Linked DNA regions of Mus musculus: region 1 is linked to region 2. A link is a contact called in public Hi-C data. All regions are on one chromosome and are shown on one strand. Each heading gives the region's core, a stretch centred on a gene start, on an enhancer-like site or on the middle of the called end of the contact. The rest is flanking DNA. Distances are from core to core; before and after follow the strand shown.

The links. A called contact is a pair of places that touch in the nucleus more often than the background predicts.
Region 1: a contact with region 2 is called in a Hi-C map of uterus, with 4 times the contacts expected there. The contact joins two enhancer-like sites. A contact is called at or near these places in 1 of 484 Hi-C or Micro-C datasets (uterus), 3 of 115 datasets of contacts at active chromatin or transcription factors (embryonic fibroblasts, embryonic stem cells and stem cell-derived neural progenitor cells) and 1 of 9 other capture datasets (embryonic stem cells).

What each region holds. Positions count from the first base shown.
Region 1 is chr2:166,460,027-166,466,143 of GRCm38.p6, reverse strand. No RefSeq gene overlaps it. Among named protein-coding and RNA genes, the nearest start is that of Gm30908, 8.4 kb to the left of the region's middle. Within about 2 kb of position 4,008, at least 55 of the 459 cell types and tissues checked have an H3K27ac peak or open chromatin away from gene starts, as enhancers often do. A contact at or near this core is called in uterus, where this site is marked.
Region 2 is chr2:166,329,506-166,336,460 of GRCm38.p6, reverse strand. No RefSeq gene overlaps it. Among named protein-coding and RNA genes, the nearest start is that of Gm30733, 46 kb to the right of the region's middle. Within about 2 kb of position 3,225, at least 26 of the 459 cell types and tissues checked have an H3K27ac peak or open chromatin away from gene starts, as enhancers often do. A contact at or near this core is called in uterus, where this site is marked.

The DNA.
Region 1 (6,117 bases), core at 2,759-5,258, 130 kb before region 2:
CCTTCTTGCCCATTGTCCCCGTGCAAAGCTCTTGGCTTCTTTTAGAGGACACTAATCTCTTTAGCAATCACACCCTCCCTGGAGTGATAATTTTAAAATTTTTTGTTCCTTTCCTTGCAGAAGTGTGAGTTAAAAAAAAAATCCCCCAGTTTTTGCTCCTCATAATCTGTAAACTGTTTCTGGTCCTCAGAACTGAGCACGGTGTGTGAGATGCAGCCCTAGCAGGAGGCAGAAGCAAGGTCCAAGGGGCTCAAAGGTAAGGAACAAAACGATGGCAGCGTTGTGGGGACCAGCAAGAGTGGGGAGAGGCTGCCAGCCTCAGGGCAAGGTGTGAGGACGGAGCTTTGGGAGAGCCCAGTGCTTCCAGAGTGCAAACTGAGGACTGTGGCCAAAGTGCACAGCAGAGTGAGGGTCAAGGCATCCCAGCAATCTCTCTCTCCTTCTTCCCTGACCTCCCGCTGAGTCTGCTTGGCCGAGGCCTGCTGGAGGCCAGGAGTTAGGCATCAGGGCCAAGTCCTGGATAGAGACCAGTAGAGATGGAACCTTGGTGGCAATGGAGAATGACCCCTGACTGCTCCTGTGCCTCCTTGCTCAACCTGTGCCTACAGAGAGAACAGCCTTTCTTCCATGTCAGGACCAAGCTTTAGGAATATGGGGAGAAAGTGCCAGGGGAGGGGGCTAGGGGGGAGGAGGCACGGTGTTTGGGGGGTTGTGAGTTGGGAAATGGGTGAGGAAAGCTGTGACTTAGAGACATTGCACTGGTTCCCTGCAGTGTGAGTGAACTGAACCTAGGCTACGCTTTTTAATATTCTTAATTTTAAATCTAGATTTGGTGGTGGGGGGGGGAGGGCGATGGGTGTCTGCTCTCATTTCCAGTTCCATTTGGTGCCAAATGCCTGGGGCGAGTGTGTTACCAGCCTCAGAGGATTTGTTTATTTGTCTCCACAGTGTGATAAAGATATCTACTTGAATGTATTCAGGGTGGAGAATGTCCGGGAGCCTGTGGGCACATCCAAAGATCAGCATTAAAGTGTCCCTACAGCTTCCCTCTGTGGGGTCACAAATCACATCAGATGATGAGGTGCTGGGCATCGCCAGGCAGCTCCACGTGGCCAGGGGCAGACTGAAAGCTGAACTCAAGTTTAGATTCACCCCACTCTTGGTTTTGGCCCCAGACATTTATCACATTTTTGCTCGGTGGCTCATGGAGCGCAACATTGGTGTCTGAGGAAACCTGGTCTTTGCGTGGGGAAGCCTTAAAACAAAGAACACGCAACTGGGTCCAAGCTTCCATTCCATCCAGAACTCCCGCTTCATCACCAAGTGCTATGGCTGACCAACATGTGAGGCTGGTGTGAAGACCAATAAGCTTCCATTACATCCTTACAGAGAGGGGGGAGCATCTCCCTTGACCATCCCCACAGGACAAAGTCCTTTCCCTTCAAAGAGTATTAGAAGGCTTAAGCTTGAGAGCCAGGCTCCCCTCTCTGGGAGTGGATCGTTGCTGTTTGTCTCAATACATCCTCCCTGCCTTCGCTCTCTTTCAGACTTTAGAAAACACTTTAAGGAAGAGTCACTGGTCTTCTGGACGCTGTTCAGTGTGGCATTGTGGGTGGCATGTCATGGTTTCCACAGAGCAAAGACTTTCCTTCCCTCTCTCTCTAGATTAATCTCATCATTTTATGTATGTGAATGTATGTATGTATGTATGTATGTATGTATGTATGTATGTATTATGTATGCATGTATGTTTGTACATAGATGAGTGTATGTATGTGAGTGTATATATTATGTGAGTGTATGTATGCATGCCTGCATGTATGCCTGCATGTATGTTTGTATGTATGTACATACGTACATACCTGGGGTCTGAGGAGGTCGGAAAACTCTAGATGCACTGGGGACTGGAATTCTAAATGGATGCTGGGAACTGAACCCAGGTCCTCTGCAATAGCAACAAGTGTTCTTAACTCTGAGACATCTCTCCAGCCTCGTTTTCCTCCAATTCTCCCCCATTTTTTCTCAGGCTTCTTAGAGTCATGAAGTTGTCAATTAGAAATACCCCAGGTCTCTCATCCCAATCAGCAGTTGCTGTGGAGACTGTCGTAGATCAGAGTGGATTCATGGCCTCTGTGGGGAAGCTAGGATGCTTCGTTAAGACACATAATTTATGATCGGAGCTCTTAGGGAGGAATCTGAAACTTCAACATGTTCATCTGGCTCATGATGCCACATCCTTCACCCGTGTTTCAAAATCTTGTCTGTGTCTAAATCACACAAGCGCCCCGAGGAGAGAGATTTCTGCTTGTGTTTCTTTCAAAAGCCCCGGAATGTCTCCAGGACACGTGTTAAGTGTTTCTTGGCTCCTCTAGATTTTGAAAGGTGGCCAGAAGTGCTCCAGTCTCTGTTCTCAGAAAAAGCTACAGAAGAAAGATGACTCAAGCCCACTGGAACCGCCAGGCTGTGGGTTGTCAGCCTCTCAGGGGTGTGCTGAGTAGGCCTTTCTCCCAGTTACAGGCCGCCAGTCTCCGTCCCTGTTAGGCTGAAAACATGGCTGTTCATACTGCCATGTCTAGAAACTGGAGAAGTCATGGATTCCCGCTTTACTGCTGAATGCAAAAGAGACAGTTCAGTGTGTGTGTGCGTGCGTGTGTGTGTGTGTGTGTGTGTGTGTGTGAACAGTGAATAGCACACCTTGCCACAGGGAAGGAAAAGAGAGAGAGAGAGAAAATTCTAGAATGGAAATTAGCTGGAAACTGGAGGTAGGAGCTGCCAATTAGAAACCATGTCCTCCAAGATCCATGTCTTCCTTTGGGGTTATTTGGGAAATCGTTCTGATGCCGGAGGATGCACAGCCATGTACGCTTCCACTGATGTTATGGTCATGGCCCTCATTGCAGCCTCCCGTAGAAGAGACGCAGTACTGACTACTGCTGTCTGATCAATATTTTCTTTTCCACCTTCCCCTCTGCCTTGTCTCGGGCAACCCAGATGAAAGTGTTCATGAGTTATTTATTCTGAAATCTAAGAGCAGAAAGATGGAAGGAACAAGCGGGAGAAGTCTTCGTTCATGCTCTCTGATGTGGATTGTCCACCCAGGAGCAGGCGGCTGGCACTAGCTGCTGTAAGGGACGTGATCTGTGAATTCGAGTGACCAGCTTTGGTGTAGGCTCAAATAAGAAAACCAGCAAGGCTTGTTGCTGTGGCTTATACTTGGGAACATTTGGTTGCCAGTTGGGGCCACTGTTTTGGGAGACCTTGGAACTTTCAAGAGGCTAAGCATAGCTGGAGGAAGTGGTTTAAAAAAATTTTTTTTTTAGTATTTATTTTCTCCTAATTCCCACACTTTTTAATGTATGTGTGTGTATGTATATACGTGTGTGTATGTATGTGTGTGTATATGTGTGTATACATGTATGTGTGTAGTATGTTTACGTATGAGTATGTATGTGTGTGTGTGTGAATGTGTGTATGTGTGTGTGAATGTATGTGTGTTTGTATGTGTGTATGTATATGTATGTGTGTGTATGTGTATATGCGTATGTGTGTGTGCATTAGTGTGTGAGTGTCATAGCATGTGAGTGAAGGTTAGAGACAACTTTGGGAGTCAGTTCTCTCCTACTGTGTGTGTTCTGGGGGCTTGAACTTGGGTCAACAGATTTACTTGCAAGCCCTTTCACCCAGTGAGCCATCTCTCCGGCTCCTGCCTTCTCCTTTTGATGGCCAGAGGAAATCTTTGCTGCATGCCCCTGGCTCAGTCAGCGCTTGTCTGCTCATGGCCTGAGATGGGTTCCTGTGAGCCAGTCTTCCATTAGGACAGACAAGAAAAGGGTGGGTTTCTGAGAAGGGATTTTATATTTGGTTTTGTCTCTATGGTGATGTCTCACAGACCAGCCTCAAATGACTAGAACAGCAAGCATTTATTTTCGCCCTCAAGGTCCTTCAGTGTACGCTATGGGCCAGCAGATCCAGGCTGACTTTGTCTGGTCAGCTATGACTCAGTGTAGAGCAGCTGGGCTCAGCTCTAGCTAAGGGGTGGCCTCACTGTGGTTCTCATCGTGAGCTGTGCTGAGGTTCTGTCTAGAAGAGTTGCAGGAGCCAAGATGCAAATACATGCAGCCCTGATCACAAGGTATATTGTGCTATAGATGCTCTGCTCTGTCTTTAAAGCAACCTCAAAGTGAATTGGCAGGATGTCCACTCTGCCCTGCGGAGGACCCGAGGGTTATAGGCAAAAGGAGTCTGCCTACAAATGTATCCCAGAATGCAAGATCAGTATCAATGGCCTGAAAGACCCCAGATCCCCAGTCCCATGTGTGCCTTCAACAAGAACACGATTTCTCCAAATACAGTCATAATTGAGTCACACCTGTGGTGACAGCCCAGAAATCAGAATGATCTCTGAGACATTCTGTGGGTACCGTGCCTGAGGCACCTGCCAATGAGAACTCTACAGAGATGCAAGCGCCATATTGGTTTGTCAGGGCTGCTCTCTTGGCTGTTTCCATCTAGTTAAGTTACTTAAATTAAAATGTTAGGCAGATGAACATGTTGGTACATGCTTGCCCTACCAGTGATTGGGAGATAGAGGGCACAGGAACCATGAGTTTGGGGTCAGCCTGGGCTACATAGTAAGTCTTTGTCTCAAGAAACCAAAACCCTTAAGGATAGGGGTATAGCTTACGGGATCTTGCTTAGTAGTATCTAAGGTCCTGGAGCTATCCCCAGCATCAAGACTGTATTTAAAAATAACTCAGAAGTTAAAATTATAACCAGATGATATTAAAATGGAGAAGGCATATTTTATATCCATTAGCATGGGCCCCTTTACCTAACATCTTTTTTAAATCAACATTCTCTGGAGCGCATTGCCCATCCACTGTGACATATTAGCTTTGACTTACACAGATGTGATTCAAGTTTTCTGTTCTAATACCTTTGTTTATGTTTTTAAAAAAAGTCAAAGGAAATTTTAAGTAAACCAGCAGACAAAAGGCCAAAGTTTTGAAGCAGCTTCTGACGCTCCCTCCTGACCTCTGAGGAAACGTGGCACAGACTGAGTGTCCACAGCCTCCTTCCTCACAGAGCCATGGTCACCATTTTCCTCCCAGAAGTTCCTATGCACTCCAAGCTGGGCCTCTGTCCTTGGCCGTGCTTGGTTTCAGGGTAACCATGTCAGACATATATCATGTTAGTTAATATTCTCATTGTTATGGAGAAGAATCATCTCACCAGAAGCAACTGGAGGAAGGAAGGGTTCGGGGGTACAGTCCATCACAACGGGGAGCACAGGGCGGCAGGAGTGTGAGACAGCTGGTCACAAAGCACCTGCACTCTGGAAGCAGACAGATGGCTGCTGCTGATTGGCCGGTGTTCTCCACTTCCTTCAGTCCAGGGCTGTTCTGAGTTGCCTAGCTGGAGCTCAGGGTGGAACTACACTCTGGCTAGTGACACGAGATTTCTGGGACTCAGTTTCCCTGTTGGTGCTGGAAATGGACGAGAACAGGACCTTCCTTGGAGGAAACTAGGAGGGCGAAATGGAGTAAAGACATGGGATGCACCCAGAGGGTCTCTGGACCCAGAAGAAACATTTCCCTTCACATGGACAGGGCCATTTAGAGACTGTGTGATAGTCTAGCTAGCATGGCGACCTTATGTCTGTGCCTTAGCGGTCCACTTGGGGTCTTTGTAATAGGGGTGGGGTGGGCTGGTGATAGCAGCATCATTAACTTATGAAGAATAGCTTTCAAGTTAAAAATTGTTTTTCCAGAATAAGACATGCTAAATCCACCAGAGGGTGTTTTTTAAAGTCATTTCTAAGTCAGTGGAGATTTCAAGTGTGCTCAACGTCCCTGAGGGTAAAAACATTGCTGAGTGAAGCTTTCAGAAGAGAGAGAAAAACCAGGGCCTCAGAATGACCCCTGTCACCTGCCAATACTTTGAAATAAACCAGCCTGCCGTTTGACCTCCAGTGCGAATGTCCCATGGTTGAGGTGGGTAAGGATAGACTGACTCACAACCCAGACAGCCAGTCCAGCCTCCCGGGGGACTTCCTGTTCCTGCAGCCTCAGATGCAGGAGGGTTTGAGTGAAACCAGAGCCGGCGCCTGAGAACGAG
Region 2 (6,955 bases), core at 1,976-4,475:
CAGATTGGACCCACTGCCCTGTGGCTGGTAGATGGGTCCACAAAGACTTGCCCAGAGTGAGGGCTGAGAGACCTGTTCATCTGTTTGGGGGTCATGGGTGCTCATTGCCTTTATGTTGCTGTGACAAAACCTGACAGAAACACCCTAGTGAAGGAAGGATTTACTCAGGTGGATCTCAGTTCACCATGGCGGATAGGAAGACATGACGAAGCAGTTCCTCAGCCCACCATGGCAGGGAGCAAAAAACCTGGCTGAGCAGCTTGTGCCAGTGGGAATGTGTTGCAGAGAACGCTCATATCATGGTGGACCCAGAAGGAAAAGGCAACAGGAAACAGTTGAGGCAATATGCCACACCCCCACATCCCCACATTGTGACCGACCTTCTCTAGCTAGGCTCTGTTCCCCCAGGGTCTTAGACCCCCTCAAAATAGTAACCAGTCATGGAGCAAGCATTCAAACCACAAGACTGTGAGCAGTGGTTCAGATTTAGACTGTGACAGTGAGCAAAGGCAGACTTTAATAAGTCTTTTCCACATGCTCAGATCTGCTCTGGGGATGCTGTGAGGTCATAGTCTGGCTCGGCTCCTGCACCTCCAAAGCCCAGCTCAGAAAATAAGTTCCATCCGTGTGTCAATATGGCACCCAGCCCTTCTCACGGGACGTGTTCTTTCCACTCTTCTGGGCTTTTGCCTCCTGTTTGAAAAATAGTTCTTGTTTTCATTTTCCATGTTTCAGATGCAGCTGTTGCCATGGTCTCTGGGAGCCTGAGCATCCATAGTGCAGCGGACAAGTGAGAGTTTCTATGGAGGTAGGGAGCGAGGGGTGGGGACCAAGAGCTGTGGCCTGGCCCGCAGGAGGATCAGGGAGGAAAGACCTGAGCGGACAGTTGGAAAGGATGCCGGAAGGCTGCAGCCCCCTTTATCTCCTAAAATCTTCACATGTATCAACTAAAAACAGAAAGAAGAGGAATAGGGTAAGGTGTCTGCTGTGTAAACTGGTCCCCAGCCCATGTTAAAGCTGGGTGTGGCCATGGTGTCTGTAATCCAAGCACCGGGGCAGGAAAGGATCCCTGGACTCGATGACCAGCCAGGCGAGCTGAAGCAGGAAGCTCTGGGTCCAGTGAGTGTCGTTGTCTCAAAAGATAAAGTGGAGGCCGGGCGTGGTGGCTAACACCTTTAATCCCAGCACTCGGGAGGCAGAGGCAGGCAGATTTCTGAGTTCGAGGCCAGCCTGGTCTACAAAGTGAGTTCCAGGACAGCCAGGGCTATACAGAGAAACCCTGTCTCGAAAAAAAAAAAAAAAAAAAAAAAAAAAAAAAAAAGATAAAGTGTAGAGTGACTGGGAAAGACACCAATGTCAATCTGATCCCCACAAACACCTTCATGGGCAAATACATCTCATACGCTTGTGCACGCACACACACATGCACACACACACGCACACAGGCACACACATGCATGGGCGCGCACCTGTACACACACAAAGAGAGAGGGGAGTAGGAAGAAAAAAGGAAGTCAGGAAAAGAGGGCCATTGGATGGTGACAAACTGAGTCATGGAGTCAGGAGTGACACTGGTATGAGAGATGTGTCTAATTCTTCCCGGATTCCATCTAGTCACAACGAGGCAAACATCAATGGGAGGTTCTGAGCAGGGGAACCGCTGTAACTGGAAGCCGGGATGGGGGCTGGGCGGGAGGGCAGAGGTGAGAAACTCATGAGCAGCTTGTAAAAACCAGGTGGCTCCAGCCAGCAGAGAAGGCAGGAGGGGGCTGGCCTTGGTCCAGGTTCTGAAGATGGGGTGCACACATTTCCTGGTAAGAAGAGGACAAAGACAGCTCCCAGGTATGCTGCCTAGGTGCGGGACGGATGAGCTTGCAGTTAATAGGGAAGCTGGCAGGATCCCTCGATTTGGTCAGGATGGTCATCCTGTCTGGGCGCTATAACAAAATCCCCCTCATAGAATAGTTTACAGAAACCAGAAATGTATTTTATTTTATTTTATCAGTGTAGACGCTGCAAAGGCCAAGGTCCCGAGACAGAGTCTGGGGAGGCCCCTTTCTGGACCCAGGTGTCCCCTTCTCTGTATAGTTCTGTAGTGGGAGCAGGTGATCAAGTTCCCTTGCACTTCTTTCATAAGAGCACTCATGTCATTTCTGGGAGCTCCACCCCTCAGGACCTAATCACTCCTCGGCGGGTCCTCCTAACACATCACCTAGGGGCAGGATTTTACTACATGCACTGGGGGAGGCCCCAGCAGAGGTAACGTGCCCACCCCTTACATACATTCAGGAGCTCAGCGCTCAAGAGGGTTCAGGGCACAGAAGCACACGTGGGCACTATCACCATGCAAGACTATTTAAATCCTTCTTGAAGATTTCCCAGGGAGAGAACAGCTGGTCCCAGTCTCATGCTGACTGTGAGATCCTAGGCAAGGCCAATCACCACTGAAGCTCTCTGTTGGTCTGCAAACTGATAGATCGTAGCAGCTGCTCTTTGGTGTCCTGTCCAGATCTCTAATCTACAGAACAGGACTTCAGGGTGGATGGACCTCTGCTGAGGAAGAGGAGCTACCCACAGGCTAGCACTGATCCTACCAAGATAAGATCTGGATCAGATGGGACATGCAGGACTGAACAATTCTGGTACACTTGCCACAAGACACTAGAGGCCCCTATATCCCCCAAGCTGCCAGGCTGGGACCACCAGTAACCAAACCCTTGACCACATTTAGTTCTCCACAACGTGGAACTGGAACCATTGGGAATCAATTCAGTGAGATGTCTGAGCTAGAAAACCTGCAGCATCCAGGGCCAGAGGAATGGGAAGTGTCAGCCCGTGCCTACCCAGCCTGGGAAATGGATCCCTGTGCCTTCAGCAAGAGCTTTCTGCTCTTCATCCCAGGGCACACCCAAGTCACTACCATCTGTGAGTAATGCCTTGGATATAAAAGGACGGGTGCTCTATGGGGTAGAGTAGATGTCCACCCTGGCAAGACTGTCTCTCTCCAGTTGATGTCTCTGAGGTAGGGACGTGGAACATGGAGGAAGTCTGTTTCCAGGCCAAGCAGAACATTCATGGAGTCAGAAAACAACACAGGGACAGATATATTGAAGAAGTTTGTTGGGTTGGATCGAGAATTTCTGCAGCTAAAGTCAGAGTAAGGAGGACTCGCTTTCAATGAGGTCAGGGTGAGGAGGGAGCCTCACAGATCATGCAAAAGAGACCAGTGCGAACACTCATCTCCGTGAGTGATGGGTGTGGTGCTCAGGAATACAAAATCAAGACACGCTCCCTTGGCTGGAACCCTGCCTCTTTTCATTTTTCTTCCATGTCACCTCGGACAAGAGACACAGCCTTTCAGCGTCTAGAACTTTCATTTGACAAATGAACTTACACAGACAGAGGCCAGAACACATGGTACCACGCAGGGCCTGCTTCTCCGACGACTGGCTGATCCCTTGGCTACATTCCAGATTTCTTTTTACTGCTCTTTGAACAGCTGCCCAGAACACATCTGGATTCAAACTCCACAGGCACACAAGAAGAGCTCGGCCCATGAAGAATGCAGCTCAGCCTTCTCTGTCATCAGAGGAAGTCAGGGTGGCTGCAGTATGGGCAGCTTGGGGCGGTGTGTGTGTGTGTGTGTGTGTGTGTGTGTGTGTGTGTGGCAGCAGAAGACTTTAAAATCGCAGCATGAAGCCAAGATACAGCATGTAATGTGGTGGTCAAAAACAGAGGAGCCAAGAGGTGTTTTGGGATGGTGCCAGCCAAGTGTTGAGAGCTGGCATATGATGGACAGACAGACGGACACTCTGGCAGCCAGGGGGGGGAGGAATGGGAATGTGAGAGCACCTGCTGTCCTTTGAAACCCAAGAGAATCCACTAGAACTCTCACTACTCCAATCTACACCCATTAAGGGGGCTATACCAGCCAATTATAACACCCACACAAAGAAACGTGAAGCAATCCTAGATGTTTCTGGAGAGGGAAAGAATGTAGGAGGAACCTACTGACCAAACTCAGTGTTGATGTTGGGACAGAAAGAGATGGATGGACAAAGTGCCAGTCTGTAAATGAATGGACTCTGATTGTAATGGTTAATTTTCATGGGTGACTTGACTGCACTTAAAATAACCAAGGAGACGCACTTCTATCATGCCTCTATGTGTTTTACTGAGAAGGGAAGATCTACTCCAAATGTGAGCAAGTACCATCCCACTGTCAGGGTCAGGGTCAAGAGGATTCCTAGAGGGCCAGAGTGAGCAAGGAGCTCATGGTTGTGTTGATAAGACCAACCCAGGTATTGGCTCACGTCCCCTCAGTCAAATGGTGGGCGTGGCGAGTAAGAACTCAAAGCTGAGGTGGGTGATGGTGGCACATGCTTTTAATCCCAGAACTCAGGAGGCAGAGGCAGACAGATCTCTTGAATCTCTTGAGTTCCAGGTCAGCCAGTGTTACACAGGAAAACTCTGTCTCAAAAGAAAAAAAAAATCCAAAACTGGGGGCACAATGAGTCACAAAGTTCATGAAGAAATATCAATCTGACAGAAGCATTTGTCTCTCTCTGCTTCCTGACTGGGTGCAATGTGACCAGCTGCCTCGTGCTCCTGCGGCCACCTCTGGAACCACTTTCAGTGTCACATATTCCCCATGATGATGGACCAAACATCTTCAACTGTGAGCCTAGATAAACTCTTCCTTCCATAAGCTGCTTTTGTTGGGGATTTTGACACAGAAATGAGGACAGTAACTTAACACAATGGCCCAACCCCAAAGAGGATAAATCTAAATTCCGTAGCTAATGGAGCACTTGGGTATGATCACAGCAAGTCACTGAGACCCAGGTGAACAAAGCTAGAAAACAGAAGAAGGAAAGAAAAGAGTGCGCTGTACATTCCTAGTGAAGACAGGACTGGTTGACCAGATGTCTGTTTTCTTCATCACCAATCCTCACATGATATTACAGGATGATGTCATGAGGAAAATGGTCTAAAGTGAACTTAAAAATATAAGTCATAAAGTACTTTTTTTTTTGCAAAAGAGAATGAGTGATACATGTAGTCAGGTGTTCTCATACATAGGATTGTAATAACGAAAGTACAGAGCTGACTTGGAGCCAAGCAAGAAAACTTAACAAAAGTTCGTATCCACACAGAGGTAGGTTGATGATATCATAATAATTAGAGGATGTAGATTAGGGGGAGGGGGATGGGCTCCAGAACATCATGGAGACGCACCATGCTCTACACAATCCAGTCCATTTCTCATTATGTATATCAGAATAAACTCCAGATGTACTGGTAAATTAAATGTAGAAATCATCAAAGTCCCAGAAGAGAGTAAATGAATATTTACACAATATTGTGGGTGTTTGTAAACATAAATATGGAAAGCACAAAGGAAAAGTTTGCTGAACATGAAACCAAAATTAAAGAGCCTTCTCTCTCCTCTCTTAAATGCATTCGTTTCTCCGTGCCGCAGACTTACTTCACGTGCCGTCTCTGGCGTTCATTCATCCGTCCTCTGTGCTCATTCCGAGGCAGGTATTTGTTTAGGAAGGGAAACCACACTTATTCATGGCAAGGTCTTCTGTTTGGGGAGAGATTGACTACCATGGGCAGTGGCCTCACTGCAGTGGGAAATATCCTGTCTCCCCACGCTCCTAGGCACGAAGACTCTGCCTCCTCGGCGATAAAGGGTGGAATCAACTCAGCCTTAGTCAGGGACTTCTGTCACCAGAAGTCACACCCAGGTCAGAAGTGATGACTGCAAATCACCCTCCCCAGATCACAGATTCGCCACAGGGCATACGGCACAACAAAACCCATTCTCCACCCCCAGGACAGGAAATCGATGGTCCCCATGCCCCGGGCAGATGGCTGATTTATAGGTGTTGTCTTCCGCTGAGGAGCACAGCCCTCTCCCAGGGCCAGCAGCATGAGAGCATTTATATGCATCACTGTGCTTATGTAGAGAACAGATGGGAAGCCTTCTGCAGGGGACGCAGTGTACATCATTGCATTTCTCAAGGGGGTAGTGGGGACACTGGGGACAGTGGGGACAGTTCTGATGAGCCAGCTTCCTGGAACCAACCCCCCCCCCCCAGCAGTATTCAGGGTAGGAGAAGGGGGTGTGGGAAGAGCACCAGCCGCTCTGGCTGCTAGCATCTTGCAACTGTCACAAGACCCAAATCTTCTCCCTCCACCTTGCAGTCCCAAGAAAGCCCAGCGTCCTGACACATTCTTAGAGCCTTCTTGAACTCTAACACCTTCCTGCCCTGTGACTCTCCTTACGTGGACAAGGTCACATGAGGCAGAATTTACATACCTTCTCTCTGGAGTGACCTTGAAGAGAAAGAAGCCTCACATTGTTCTTTGGGACTTGAGGACTCTCTCCCTTCAGGACCCCTGTCCTGATGTCTCTCCTAATACTCCGGGACTTCATGGTGGCTATCTATGGCCCTAAGACCCGGGCAAGGTTATTCAACGCCTCTGTGTCTGGGTTTCCAGCTTTGTATAGTAGAGTTAATGATGACCCGCCTCTGGGAGCAGGCTATGTGAGTCAGGACACCAGCACTTCGGCAGGCCTAAGCTCCCTCTAGCATCCAGGCTTGTTTGAATTCAGTTATGCCACGCTCGCTCGCTCGCTGGCCTAGGGGATCTCCCAGCTGCTGCTCCCAACCTGGCAGGCCTCTCTGTGAAGCTCCACCGTCACCTGTGACCTCTCCCATGAAAAGCAGCTGGCCCCAGCAGGGCGCCCACTGCCTTCCTGTGGAGGCCTTGACATTCTCAGAAAATATCTTTGCTTTTCTAAACTGACTCATCTTGTCACAGGCCTGACCCTGAGAGATGGGGAAGGGCCTAGAGGAGTGTCCCAGTGCTTTACAAAGTCCCAGTCTTTGTGACCAAAGAAGGGAATGGTGGCCCAGAGAGGGCTCTGGGTGTCTGGTTCCTG